2 separate regions of the Arachis hypogaea genome follow, and region 2 is linked to region 1. A link is a contact called in public Hi-C data. All regions are on one chromosome and are shown on one strand. Each heading gives the region's core, a stretch centred on a gene start, on an enhancer-like site or on the middle of the called end of the contact. The rest is flanking DNA. Distances are from core to core; before and after follow the strand shown. Region 1 holds the start of LOC112764281 (zinc finger protein CONSTANS-LIKE 9). Region 2 holds the start of LOC112766080.

Region 1 (6,699 bases), core at 101-2,600:
TAACAATTCTCCAATTAGTAATTGTCTACTGAAGCTGCAACATCAACTTAAAAACAAAATCCTTTTCTTATTTTCAGACGTCGAAGCTGATCTCAGTTGTACAACCTACAAGCTGCTAAACAATGCAACGAAGGAGGGAAGTTTTAGTTCAGTTGTGGCCAGAAGACAAATAAGTAAGCATTTCCATGCTAACAGAAATAAACTTGCTAATATACAGAGAAATAAATAACAAAATGGAAATTCCACTACAAATTCAGAATTATGCATAGATGCCATGGATTATGGCTAGTAAATTATGGAAAGTTGCAGCCAATAGCAGACATAAAGACTAAAAGGAAAGTTCAAAGCAATGAATCAAGTATCAGAAAAGGTAAATAATACTTGAAATGGAAACTCCATAGATATTGTCACAGCAGCAAAGAAACTAAACCACTTTCTCAATAAGAATGATAAATTATAAATTTATAATCAACCAAAGTTCTAATACAGTTGAAATATCCTTTTGGAGTTAAGGAACCAAAATTCCGTTTTGATTTCCACCAAAAAAAAAAAGTGAATTTCCTCCATGAAAGAATTCCAGTAGAACTAGAAAATAAACCAAATAAAAGTTAAACTTAGTTTTCCAGAATCCTTAAAAGATATCATCTTCCATGGAATGACTAAAAGTAGCAGATCATTATTAACAATACATAAAGGTCAGAAAGTAAAAACAAAACAGAAAAAAAGGGGGCGGGGGGATATGAAGAAGAATACAGAAACAACAAGAACAACAAATCAAATCAAATCCAATCAAAACACAAATATACCACAAAAAGTAAAAAAGAAAAAAAAAAAGGAAGTACTCTTCACATAAGATTCCCTACTTTTCCTTATCTCAAGCTTCACAGAAAAACATGAACTAAAACACACACAGGGGAATCAGCATGAACTTTTAACAGAGAAGAACAGAAAGGAGAAAGAGATCAGAAAGCAAGAAATTACCATACGGAAAGAAAGACAGAGGACAAGATCGGTAAGGAAAACCAAAAAATAAAAATAAAAAAGGAAAATTTTCTTTTTTGCTTTTTCAGAATAAAATATTAAGAAGCAAAAACTGAAAGCAAAGGAAACCCTAGAGAGGGGTAGAAGCAGGACTATTGAAGAGAACAAACACTGACCCCCTTTTTTCTTTCTTTCTTTCTTGTTCTCTCTCTTCTGCTCTGTGCAGATAGATAGGAGGAATAGGTTAGATTGTAGATTAGATATGGAAGGGAGAGAGAGAAAGAGGGGGGGGGGGGTTAGGTGTAAGATGAGAAATTGAAATTGAGAATAATGCAATGGGGTATGTAGGTATTGTGACATAAGCTAAGCTGATAAAAAGTGCAAAACAAAAGAGTAAAAAACATATAATGCATGTGGGGCCATGTCTTTTTCATAGTGAAAGCAAAAGCTTACTAAGCCTTTTCCCTTTTCTATTTCTTGGTCCCTCCCCATCACCCAAAAACCAAAAAGAAAAAGGGTCAAATATATATATATATATATATATATATATATATATATATATATATTATTTTGATTTCTCATGAAATTGTTGATTAAGAATTAATTTGCTATGAATTAAAATTTTATTTAAAAATTTATTATTAATTAATAAAATATTATATATATAAAATAAAATTTAAATTTTTTTATATTTATTTAAACGAATAAGTAAACTAATCATTTGACTTATCCAAATTGATTAAAAAATTAAATATAAAAAATATTATATAAGTAAATTATTTTTATAACTATATTTTAGCAAAATCTTTTTTAATTAATTTTATTGTGTTAATAAATTATTAAACCCACTTAATTAATTTGATTACAAGCATCACCAAAATATATATATTCATTTTATTCTACCATGTTTTACTATTATAATATATAAAAGAAAAGTGCTGCAATATTTTATAATGTTATTGTTACTATTAGTATATTTATTCATTTTTTAATTGAATTTTTTAATATATTAACTAGGATGTTGTTGAGCTATTATTTGAGTTGAGCAGATCTAGCGTTTATTTTTTGTCCCAAAAGCATCCAAGACTTTTTGATATTGAATAACATGACTTTTTCCCCTCTGCACCCTTTCTCTCTCCTTGCACTTTTTCTTATCTGTGTCCGTGTGAATGTTGTTGTTGGGATTGTTTATTGTGTTTAAATAATAAAAAAAATTATAAATAATAAAAGGGTGTACTGTTAATGGTCATAGGAAGGTTGAACCTCTTTTTTCCCCCCCAAAAAGTGCATCACATGATGGGTGAGGTGGACAAATAGGGATTTATTTAGTGAACTTTTTCACAATCTGGTTTTCCATTTTCGGTTGGCTTTTTCACGCTTCGGTCTTAGGTGTTCCATTTTATGGGCTTCTTGTCAGTTTCGTGTCCTCACCGCAATCACTTGTTACTTAGTTTACGGAAAATAGTATTTCAAATAAATTTTTGAAAATTTTTTAGTCAGATATTTTAATTTAAAATATATTTTAATTAATTTTTATATTAAATTATTTATTTACATAAAAATAATTTAAAATTTTTAAATTTTTTCATTTCAATAATAAAAATTAATTTATCTAATTTTATTAAATAATATAAAAAATTAATATATCTAATAAAATAAAATATACGGACTAATTTAATCATTAAAATTTATTAAAAATTAAATTATTTGACTAAAAATTCTTTAAAAATTTATTTGAGATATTATTTTGCTTTTAACTTGTACCACTCTTTTATACCCTTTATATTTTTTTGGTGACTTGATGAAAGTTTTATACACACACACATATATATGTTATATATATGTGGGCTCAATTTTTTGGATATGGAGCTCGTATGTGAGCTTTTCATGGATATGGAGTTAAGGTGGGTTAGACATGGATGTGGGGCAGAATTTTGGCAGGTTTTGGGAGGAGGACTCGGACGGTCCGAGTTCTCTGTTCGTGGCTATGGTAAACCGGAAGACGCACGGTCCGAGTTGGGGGGGGGGAATCGGACCCTGCGAGATGGCATAGGGGAGGCACAACACGCAAGGTCCGAGTTGCGTGTTTGTTGAGTGGATTCGGACCGTCCGTTTTGGCTGGGGATGGCAGAACCGGTTTATGAACACGTATGGTCCGATTTGGTTGCCTAGTATATTTTTGAATGAAGTTAACCTAGTCGGATGGTCCGAATTGAGTATAGAGTGTATATAAAAGTGTGCAACGAGTTAGCGTTTGGGGACCCTTCTTCTTCCCCTTCTTATGCGCCGCTTCGTTCCTCTGTTTCCTTCTTCTGGATCTCTTATATGCTTGTTCAAAATCAAAGGAGTGTGTAGTTAGTGTTATGTTTTTTTTTTTTGTGAGTAGGAGAAATGAGTGATAGAGTACTAATAAAGGTGTATTATTTTGGTCAAATTTTATTAGAAACATCTGAAGGGGTAAAATTTATTTGTGAAAATCCAATAGATGTTGTTATTCCTTTTATCATTTCCTTTGAAGAACTGAAAGGTTTGATCTGTGAAAAGATTGATTCTGAGGGGGCAAGAAAAATATCCTGTGTTCTATACAGATATCCCGTACCGGTATTTGGTGGGTTTGTCCAATTTCAAACAAGATATGTCACGGACGAAGCGAGCATGCAGGAGATGTTTTCAATGTATATTGAAAACCGGGCGTAGATCTCGTTTATCGAGTTGTATGTTGAGTTTGAACAATCTGAGGCAGACCGAAACATTCTACGGGAAGATTATAATAGTGACAGTGAAGAAGAGTTCGAAAGCAACTACGAATGTGTTGGTGCAGATGGAGATGACGATCATGGTGAGGGAAATATGGATCCGGATGTGACAGAGGTGGCAGATGCACTCGCCAACGATATGCCGTTTGGGGAGCCTTCATTCATGCGAGTTCTGGACTTGGAAGCCATGCATGTTCCGGAGTTTCCGGAATATATGACTGCAGGTACGTTAATATTTAAATTATTGTCTTTTTTATTTATTTATTGAATTATTTATGAATGAATTATTATTTATTACCCATTATTTAAGCATGCGTGGATGTCATGTATGTGTTAGACATTGAACCGGTTGACCTGATCCTATGTAAAAAAAAATTTAAAAATAGTAGGAAGTTAAAAAAATAAAAGTCAACATATGTGTTAAGTAATGTTTGAAACATATCACGTTATTTTAAACGAATATAGAACATAGAATTTTATATTTTATTATTATTTACGTTAGGGTCTGATTTATGTCATACTTGATGCAGTTAATATTGATTTAGTATGGTTTTGAAATATATATGTATTTATTGAAATTTTTCCCATGCTTGTTGTCCTGGCAGAAGTTCCTATTGTCGCAGATGGTGAATTTGCTGTTGGGATGGAGTTTAGTTCCCGGGAAGCTGTTATTAAGGCAATAAAAGAGTATACCATACGACGAAGCGTAGATTACCGGGTTTATGAGTCTGAGCCTTTGACATTTTATGCCAAGTGTACACAGTATGGGTCAGGGTGTGATTGGCTTATCAGGGTTAGTCTGATCAGCAGGAAGTATTGTTGGGTTATAAGGAGGTATAATGGTAGTCACACTTGTACCAGAGCCACCATTTCACAGGATCATGCGAAGCTGGACTCCATCACAATTGCAGAAGCAATAAAGCCATTGGTTGAGGCTGATCCCTCCTTAAAGGTAAAGTCCGTTATAGCAAAAGTGCAATCGAAGTTTAACTATACTGTTAGCTATCGGAAAGCATGGTTGGCTAAGCAAAGGGCAGTAGAAAAAATATTTGGAGGTTGGGAGGCATCGTACGAAGCGTTGCCTATATGGTTTCAGGCCATGTGTCATAAGGAGCCATCAGCTGTTGTCCATTTTGAGACTATGCCTGCATACCAAGGCGATGACTTGGTTGGTCATATTCGGGTACTGCATAGAGTATTTTGGAGTTATTACCCCTGTATCAGGGCATTCAGACATTGTAAGCCAGTTGTCCAGGTGGATGGGACTCACTTGTACGGAAAGTATAAGGGTTGTCTCCTAGTCGCAGTCTCACAGGATGGCAACAACAACATCGTTCCAATTGCGTTTGCTATTGTCGAGGGAGAGACTTCTGATGCGTGGCACTTTTTCCTTAGTAACTTGCGTCAACATGTTGTCACTCGGGATGGTGTGGGACTGATATCGGACCGACACGAATCCATCAATGCAGCTGTGGAACGGAGTAACGGAGCATGGTCACCTCCTAGAGCTTTTCATATGTTCTGCATCAGGCATATAGAGTCGAATTTTCTGCGGAAATTCAAGGCACCGTACCTCCAAAAATTGGTCGTCAACATTGGTAATAATTTAAGTAACTTATTAACAGTAGTTAAATATTAATATTTGTTTTCGACTTTTATGATTTTTTTTTCTTTGGTTTCCTCTAGGATATTCCAGGACGGTGCGGGAGTATGAAGTGCGTTACCAGCGATTACGGGAACGGGGGGAAGCGTATACCAACTGGTTAAACCGAATTCCTCGCGAACAGTACGCATTGGCGTTTGATGGTGGATACCGATGGGGTCACATGACAACGAATCTAGTGGAATGCATCAATTCAGTGTTGAAGGGTGCACGCAATCTTCCTATTACTGCTCTTGTCAAGGCAACATTCTACAGGCTAAACGAGCTTTTCACCAGAAAAAGAGCCGAGGCAGAAGCGCGGATTAATGCTGGCCATGTGTTCTCCGAAGTCGTGACCTCGAAGTTGCATGCAAACCAACTTGCATCAGGAAACATACAGGTCAGTTGCTTTGACCGGCAGAATGAGGTCTTCGAGGTGCGTGAGATGCCAAGCGGACTGGAGTTTGCAGTCGATCTACGCGCCCTTCGATGTGATTGTGGTGAGTTCCAGGTGGACCGGATCCCCTGCAGACATGTGTTCGCATGTTGCGCAAACCAGCGACTGGATTGGAAGCTATATGTGCATGATGTGTATAAGATGGACCAAGTTCGGCGGGTGTACCGAGCAAGATTTAGGCCACTAGGTAACCCGACGACGTGGCCTGCGTACAACGGTCCTCGCTACGTACCGAATCCGTATCTGAGACGTGTCTCGAAAGGGCGCCCCAGGATGACGCGTTTCTTGAATGAGATGGACACGCGAATGTTACGTCGTCCTAGGCGATGTACGCTATGTGGAGCTGAGGGACACAGTCGTAGTAGATGCCGTCAGTCAGCTGGTAGAACTGCCGACGGAGATGCTCAGTAGGTTCACATTGTGGTTGGTGTGGCACGTCACTATTATGTCATGGGTTGTCATTTTGATAGAACTTGACCTGATATGTGGAACATTATGTAATGTTTTTCTGATGTTTTTATGTTAAAACGGTTTATGTATTGCAATGTGTTCCTTGTAGAACCGGCCGGTCCGGTTCAACCGGATTTTATGAATGACCCGTCTGGTCCGGTTCAATCTGATTTTTTGAAAAAACCAGCCGGTCCGCTTCAATCTGATTTTTTGAATGAATTGGCCTTTTCGGTGCAATCTGATTGTATAAATGAACCGGCCGGTCCGGTCCAATTGGGTTGTATACATGAACCGGCCGGTCCGGTTCAATCTATTATTCAAAATGAACCGTTCGGTCCGGTGCAATCTGATTTTATGAATCAAACGGCCTGTCCGGGTCAAGCTGATTTTATGAATGAACCGGCCGGTCCGGT
Region 2 (7,007 bases), core at 3,079-5,578, 190 kb after region 1:
ACCATCATCATCTACAATATAAATAGAAAATTTTATGAAAAAAAAAAAACGCTTGTGAAGATTGGGATAATTTGACTTAGAGAAAATAAATAATTAGTGATGGATATGGAACCGAGAAGGAAAATATGAGAAATTCTACTCCTACAGAAATAAATTTGCTAAATGCTAAGGCAAACAACATATGAAGTGAAGTAACTGACCTGTGTTTCTTGCACCAAATCTTTTGTATGAGCATAACTTTTAGTGGTATGAGGATTTAGGACAAGCATAAATGCAAAAAGAGCATCCATGTCTGGAAAGGTCTGAATACCAAAAGAAGAAATAAATAAATAAAAGAGATGGAAAAGGTATGTTTTACCCATGGAAGAAAAGAAAAAGGTATGATCACATAGTGAAACAGTGTAATCATGTATCAAGCTACCTTCACAATTTTCATATCATTCAATTTACTTGAAACTACTATGCTTGTTGATGGACAATCGCTTACTGTGAACCTACACATTTCACCAAAATAAATAGGCACGTGCAACACTCAGTTATCATATAACTCCAATACAAATATCAGTAAGGATTTAGGAAGCAGATAAAGATCCAACTAACCTCTGCATAACATAATCATAATAGTTGAGAAAAACTCGGTAACTACCCTCCACAAGCTCAAAACCATCAATGTTCCACAACTAAAATACAAAAATGTCAATTAGAAGAATATTTTATTTAAAAGCATTCACAAGAATTACAGAGACTTGAAAGACCTGCAAATTCTGGAATATACACTTGCACGATATTCTCCTCTTCAAATAAAGATGAACAGATCTTATGGTGTCAGCAAAGCTTTGATGACTTTCCATCTTGCAATACGTACAAAAGTACTCTTTTAAGGATTTTGCTTTCCAATCTAAAATTTCAATCTCCTTCCTCATTGTAGTGAGACTAGAAACCTATCATTATCCAATAAGAGGTTCATAATTATCAAGAAACAACAAACAAACCTTTCATAATCCATTGTTCCTGCTGCATCAACCAACTATGAACAGGACTATGAATAGCAAGAAATGGAAAACACATCTTACATACAAGAGATTATTCATGCAAAAAATACAGAAGACAACTACATGTTAAATAGGAACTGTTTTAAGCATAATTCACAAACGACAAAGAAGACCTACAAAGTGATTGCCAATGTATTCAGTACATTATTTCATAAGAGAAACACTTTTTTATGTAAATCATTTCTCAGATATAGAAATTTGCTTGGACAAGATTTTGGAAGGTGGAATAAGATTTTTTTAAAAAAAAACAAAAGGCAGTTCCCTGCATTTTATGAAAACTATAAATAATTTCTTCCCAAAATAATTAATTAATGAGATATGCGCGTAAAAGAGAGATGAAGTACGAGAATTTTGCAACTGCACACTACTACTTTTCATAGAAGATCTCTCATAAACTCAATTAGTTAGGCTATCTATTATATATGTGTTTGAGTAAGTGTGAGTGTGAGTGTGAGTGTGACTCAGATTATATTTTAAAATAAATAAATAAATAAAAAGAACAGTAAAGAAAAGAAAAAGGAGAGAGGTGGAAACACCTGAAACTTCCCCCCAGAATTGAGCAAGATGGAATGGAAGTGGCTATCACTCCCTTGATTTATAGCATCATGCTTAGACAAACCGGGAGTGCCACTTAATTTCATCATTTGAAACTCCTGGAGTCCACTGCTCAACTGTAACTTTTTCTGTGAATAATGAGAGTGCATGTCATCATCTGCAAGGCATTGCTAGAAAGCAAACATGATTGAGAAATACCAGTAATCTCTCACGCTTAATATGCATTAATTGTAGTTTTGCTTTCCCATATGCTATATTGAACAGCAAACTTCTTGCTTCCACAAATCTACAAAACATTACTTTACAATGCCAATAATCATTAACCCAAACAATTTCATAAAGTTACCTGCATCAAAGAATATAATTTACATTTTTTAACTGACTCAGTCAAACAACATAAACATACCTTTTATGCCCAACAACTTTCAATTGGTCAGCTGTTTTCTGCAAGAACAACATCAATTATGTTGACAATGAATAGAATATCAGCCTTTGATATTGTCTCAGGTGAAGTATTATGTTCTAATCACTATAAAATCATTAAATGTAAGCTTGATCAAAATGTATAACTAGAAAAGTGAAACCATCCAACAGACCTGACAATGAATTTCAGAACAAAAGGCATCACAGATGTTAACTTTCTGCAATTGAACCAAAGTATCTTCCAGCATGCTAATCTAAAAATTGACGTAAAATATGAATGAATTATTTTATATGATAACCAAATAAGAGGAAATTTAGAAGTGTTATAAATTTTGGAAAGACAACATCCACAAGTATTCAGATGATATCACTTTCAAATTCTACAGATGTTTTATGAAACTAAATTGCATGAAAGTAAGGGACATACCATTCTCAAATTGAGCTTATCAATTGAAGGAGAAAGCAACAGGTTTGTAGCACATGAGAAATTTTTTACAATCTGCAAGGCAACTAAAATATTAAGATTTAAGAGGCAATAGACTCAACTGATTTAACCCTTGAAATAAAACAGTGATCATACATCAGCCCATGTTTTCCTTGTTTGATTGTCCAGCTTCCCTTTTTCACTTCTCATAACACCTGTTTGCTGCAAAACCAATTGTTGGTCACTCTTCCAACCATTATGGAGCTGTGGACTTGCGTCAATCCTCCCTGATTCATCCATGATCTTTCGACCTCTTGGCATCTCAAAACTTTTTCTTTTCTTCTGAGCAGAAATCCGGGCACTAAAATCATCTCCATCTAAGTTGCCCTCATGAGACAACTCTTGCATATTACCATGGCACAATTGTAATCCTCTCAGGCGCTCTTTCAGGGAATTCATCGACGGAGTTGACACTTCTCGGATACAGTTGGTCGCATCTATAACTCCCTTAGCAGGACTCTTATCCTGTTTCCTTTCCAATACACACTATAAGTCACTCAAAAACCAATATCAGTATAAATTGCAAATCAACAAGCTCTAATGAGGGAGATGCTATTGCCATTTTGCTCAAAAGGTTCTGGAAAAAAAGGAGGGTAAGTTTTTCAGTTTAAGAAAACATGTTCTAGCTTTAGGAAAATTGTTCCTAAACTAAGAATTAAGATACATCTTCCTTTCCCTCTCCTTTCCTTCCAAAACAGCCAAACCCTCCACCAATTCTAAATCTACATCAACTACTAACACAAGATGCTCCTTACATTGATCAAAGAATCAGCAGTTCTAATCGAAGCATCAGCACCAATACCAATACCAGCACTATTGTCATCATCACCTTTGCTGTATACAAAGTCTTCTTCTGTTGATAAACCATAAGCGCTCCTGTTTGATATCTCCAAGAAAGAACAGGCATCCTTGCTTCCTTCAGCTGAAATTGCACCTAACGAAGGAGACATTCTGTCATAATCATACCTAAATGGATAATCTTTATCCTCCACCACAGTCATGTCGTTTGAATCTCTAGCTCCACTCGCTGAATCGCCGTCACAAATCTCGTTCCTTGCGTCGCTGAGCGTCATGAAGCTTCCTTCAGTAGTACTAGTAACAGCAGGGATCCAATTCTGGCTTGGCGTTCTGAGATCATCGGAATCTGACCTCGCGAGGCTCCGATAGTGCATCGAGAACGCAGTTGAATCCATGGTGACATCGTCGGAGAAACCGGGATCAGGACCCGACAACCGTCCAGGTTCAATGAAACTAGCCAAAACGGGACCGTGAAAAGCTTCTGCTGCTACAAAATTATCAATAACTGAATAGTTTCATATTACACTACAAATCCTATGGCAGTTACAGGTACAGTTGGACTGCGATTATCACAGTTACGAAAACAAAATTACAAAAAAAATTAAATAAATAAAGAGAGATGCAGTTAAGTAGAGCAGCCACAGAAAATAAAAAAAAAAGGCGAATCGGAACTTGCCATCGTCATCGGTGGAAGCAGTGGCGGTTCTGAGAGGAGAAAGAGGCGAAGCGGTTGGTCTCAGGAAGGGACTAGAAACGACGTTGTTGTGGTCATCGAGCGGAGGAGTTTGTTCGGCGGCGTCGGAGGGGAAGAGATGGATGGAGGTGATCTCGTTGTCGGCGAAGCTGACGCGGCGGGCGGTTTTATTCACCGGCGCGGCGGTTCCGTCTTCCGTTTCGGTGTTGCCGAGGGGCTCCATCGCAATTTGAAATTGAAAACAGTAGTATACTCTATTCCCTCTATTCTATTCTGTCTCGTTCTGATTCAAATATTTCGGATTGGGCTTTTTTTTTTTTTTCTTTGCGCGAAAGATGATATTTGACACACACTTTTATATGAATTTCAAGTAATTGAAATTGCGAGTTTCCTGCGAGGCGTATTGGGCTTTTAGCTTATGCTCTACCCATTCCTCCTCGGCTCGAAACTTGCGCTATGGCTTCGTTTGGTTTCTTGCTAAACATAACGAGGTATTACAAAATATCTCTCTTTTTGTTTTAAAAAATATGTTATTAATAATTTTGTTTTAAAAAATATGTTATTTACAAAGTTGTAATATTTTCTTTTGACATATTAAGAAAAATATTTGGTGCTATTTACAAAGTTATGAGAGTTGAATTAGTTGAAAATTTGTTCAAAGTCTCAAACATTCAATAGTCCAACCTCTATAAAATGAATTTAATTAAAGAGTTTATTTTGATATATATTAATAGTATAAAATATTTTATATCGTTGTCATTTTATTTTACAGAATTAAATATATGTATAAAATTATTTTATATTGACAGTATATTAAAATTAAATTATTAATTAAATATATAACGAAATAAAAGATATTAAGAATCAACATTTTTCAATCAATAAAATAGTCATTAATTGATCATTAAAAAAAATATCTAAAATTAAAAATAATGAAAATATGCAAAACTTAATGAAAAAATTAAAAGTGAAACAAAATATAACTAATTTAGGATATAAAATTTAGAATTTAAAGTTTAAAATATAGAATTTAGGTTTAGAATATAAGAATTAGGGTTTAAGTTTAAAATTTTTGGTGACCAATGATGAGTAGCCGGAGGCAGCTGAAGATGATTATTGATAGCTAGTAGTAGTAGGTAAAATTATAGTGTTGAGAGAAAAAAAAATAGAGTGAAAGAATAATTTTAAAAAAATGTTACTTTTAATTTTGTTTTATTAGACTATTTTACAATCCAATACTTGTTGGTTGAATGTTGTTATTTTTCTAGCATTGTTGATAATAAAATTATTAAAAATATAAGAGTATAAAATTAAAATATATTTTAAAGATTATATTTAAAACTTTATATTGATATTTTAAATATTGTTAACATTTTATTTATATATATTGAACAAAGGTCAACTACAATAATTATATGTATAATAAGATACTGTTTTACTCAAATTTTGTTGATGTTTAAAAGAAACTATGGATATTTCAATATTGCAATGGTAACGTCAATAGAAATTAAAAGAATGAAATTAATAAATAAGCAAAGAAATAGTTAATATTTAAAATAAACGGTGAATATCTCAATATCGCAATTGTAACGTCAATAGAAATTAAAAGGAATAAAATTAGTAAATAAACAAAGAAATATAAGGTGCCAAAGGCAAAGTAAATTGCAAAAATTAAAAGAAATAGAAAATTAAAGAAAGGATGAAGAAGAAAAGCTAAAGGTAAAAGAAAAGAACACGTAAAAGTAGAAAAATTTTATTAATAAAAATTAGAAAGAAGCAAATTATAAGTGTTTGAGTTTAAAAAAATTATTTAAAATTTTCAATTTTTACTCTGTGATGTCAACGGGTTGAGAATATTTTTAAGTATTTTTCAAAAGAACTAACCTCCCTACAATGTTTGCTTAAAACTCTATTTATAAACTAACCTAATGCTTAATTGACAGTTATTTCTATAAAATTTTTACCAGTTTTTTTTTTCTAAACTTGAATTAACTGTTCCCGCTCTAATTTCTTTGACGATCGTTCTGCAATCTACTTTAACATTCTATGTTGATAGCTCCTCCTGCACATAGCATGTCCTATAATTCAGGTCTAATTCAAATTTTGAAAAAAATTGCTCCTTTTAATAGTGTCAATTTGAACCCTCTCCTAATATATTGAAACTGACTTCATAAATTGGCAATAATATCTTATATTTATTTATTTAAAACAATTTTTTTAAATAATAATATTTTTTGTCTAATATAATGTCCTCCAAAATTTCTCACTTAAACATATATCATAATTGATAGTGAGAAAATATTGTAATTTATAATACCAAAAACGCTATATATGTGTTATTATCACCACTTCTTTATTATTTTATTATTATTATTTATTTATTTATTTATTTTATTGACTAAACAAAAAGAATTAGTCCAACATGGATTATAGCATAAAGGGTAAATTGAAAAGACAAAAATTCATAAGAAAAGAAGAAGACACTTTACTAATGGAAAGAATTAACACTAAGAACTTTTTTCTTTTTCTTTAACCTAGCGTCTTTCTAACATCCATTTATATTTCATAGTTTTCCTTATTTTAACTATATTTGAATCATGTCTTTTGAATATAACAGGAACAAGTGAGTTTAGAATGAAGCGGGAACCTCTATAAAGAGGTGGAGTTGGATTCAGATGGGTGGGTGTTAAACGCTGGAACATGGCGTTTGGCACCAAGAAGCACATAATTCGAAAAAATTGTTGCTACCATCCCGGTGTCTAGTGCCAACCTTAGCCATTTAACGCCAGGGGTGGAATTTTTGTGAATTTTACCTCTGGCACCCTGGCGTCTAGCGCTAGCATAGGGCGTTTAGCACCAGGGGTGTTTAAAAAAAAAGGGTGGAGCTAAATGCCAGTGATTCGGCGTTTAGCGCCGAGGGCATATACATGCGTGGGATGGACTCGGGAGGGGTGGCGCTAAACGCGGCCTGCAACCCGCGTTTAGCGCCGAGCACGCTGAA

Evidence for each region. Hi-C and Micro-C count contacts between places; a contact is called where the count stands out from the background.
Region 2: a Hi-C map of leaf shows a contact between it and region 1, with 4 times the contacts expected there. The contact joins the promoter of LOC112766080 here to the promoter of LOC112764281 in region 1. A contact is called at or near these places in 3 of 8 Hi-C or Micro-C datasets (leaf and an unstated tissue).

What each region holds. Positions count from the first base shown.
Region 1 is chr17:30,353,620-30,360,318 of arahy.Tifrunner.gnm2.J5K5, forward strand. LOC112764281 (zinc finger protein CONSTANS-LIKE 9) reads right to left here and starts at 1,351. Exons shown (of 6, transcript XM_029294465.2): 1 at 1,158-1,351; 2 at 1-112.
Region 2 is chr17:30,539,876-30,546,882 of arahy.Tifrunner.gnm2.J5K5, forward strand. It overlaps LOC112766080, which reads right to left and starts at 4,329. Exons shown (of 15, transcript XM_072222671.1): 1 at 3,989-4,329; 2 at 3,270-3,799; 3 at 2,611-2,979; 4 at 2,458-2,529; 5 at 2,204-2,284; 6 at 2,014-2,051; 7 at 1,806-1,893; 8 at 1,589-1,735; 9 at 756-941; 10 at 601-680; 11 at 422-494; 12 at 201-302. The coding sequence starts at 4,229.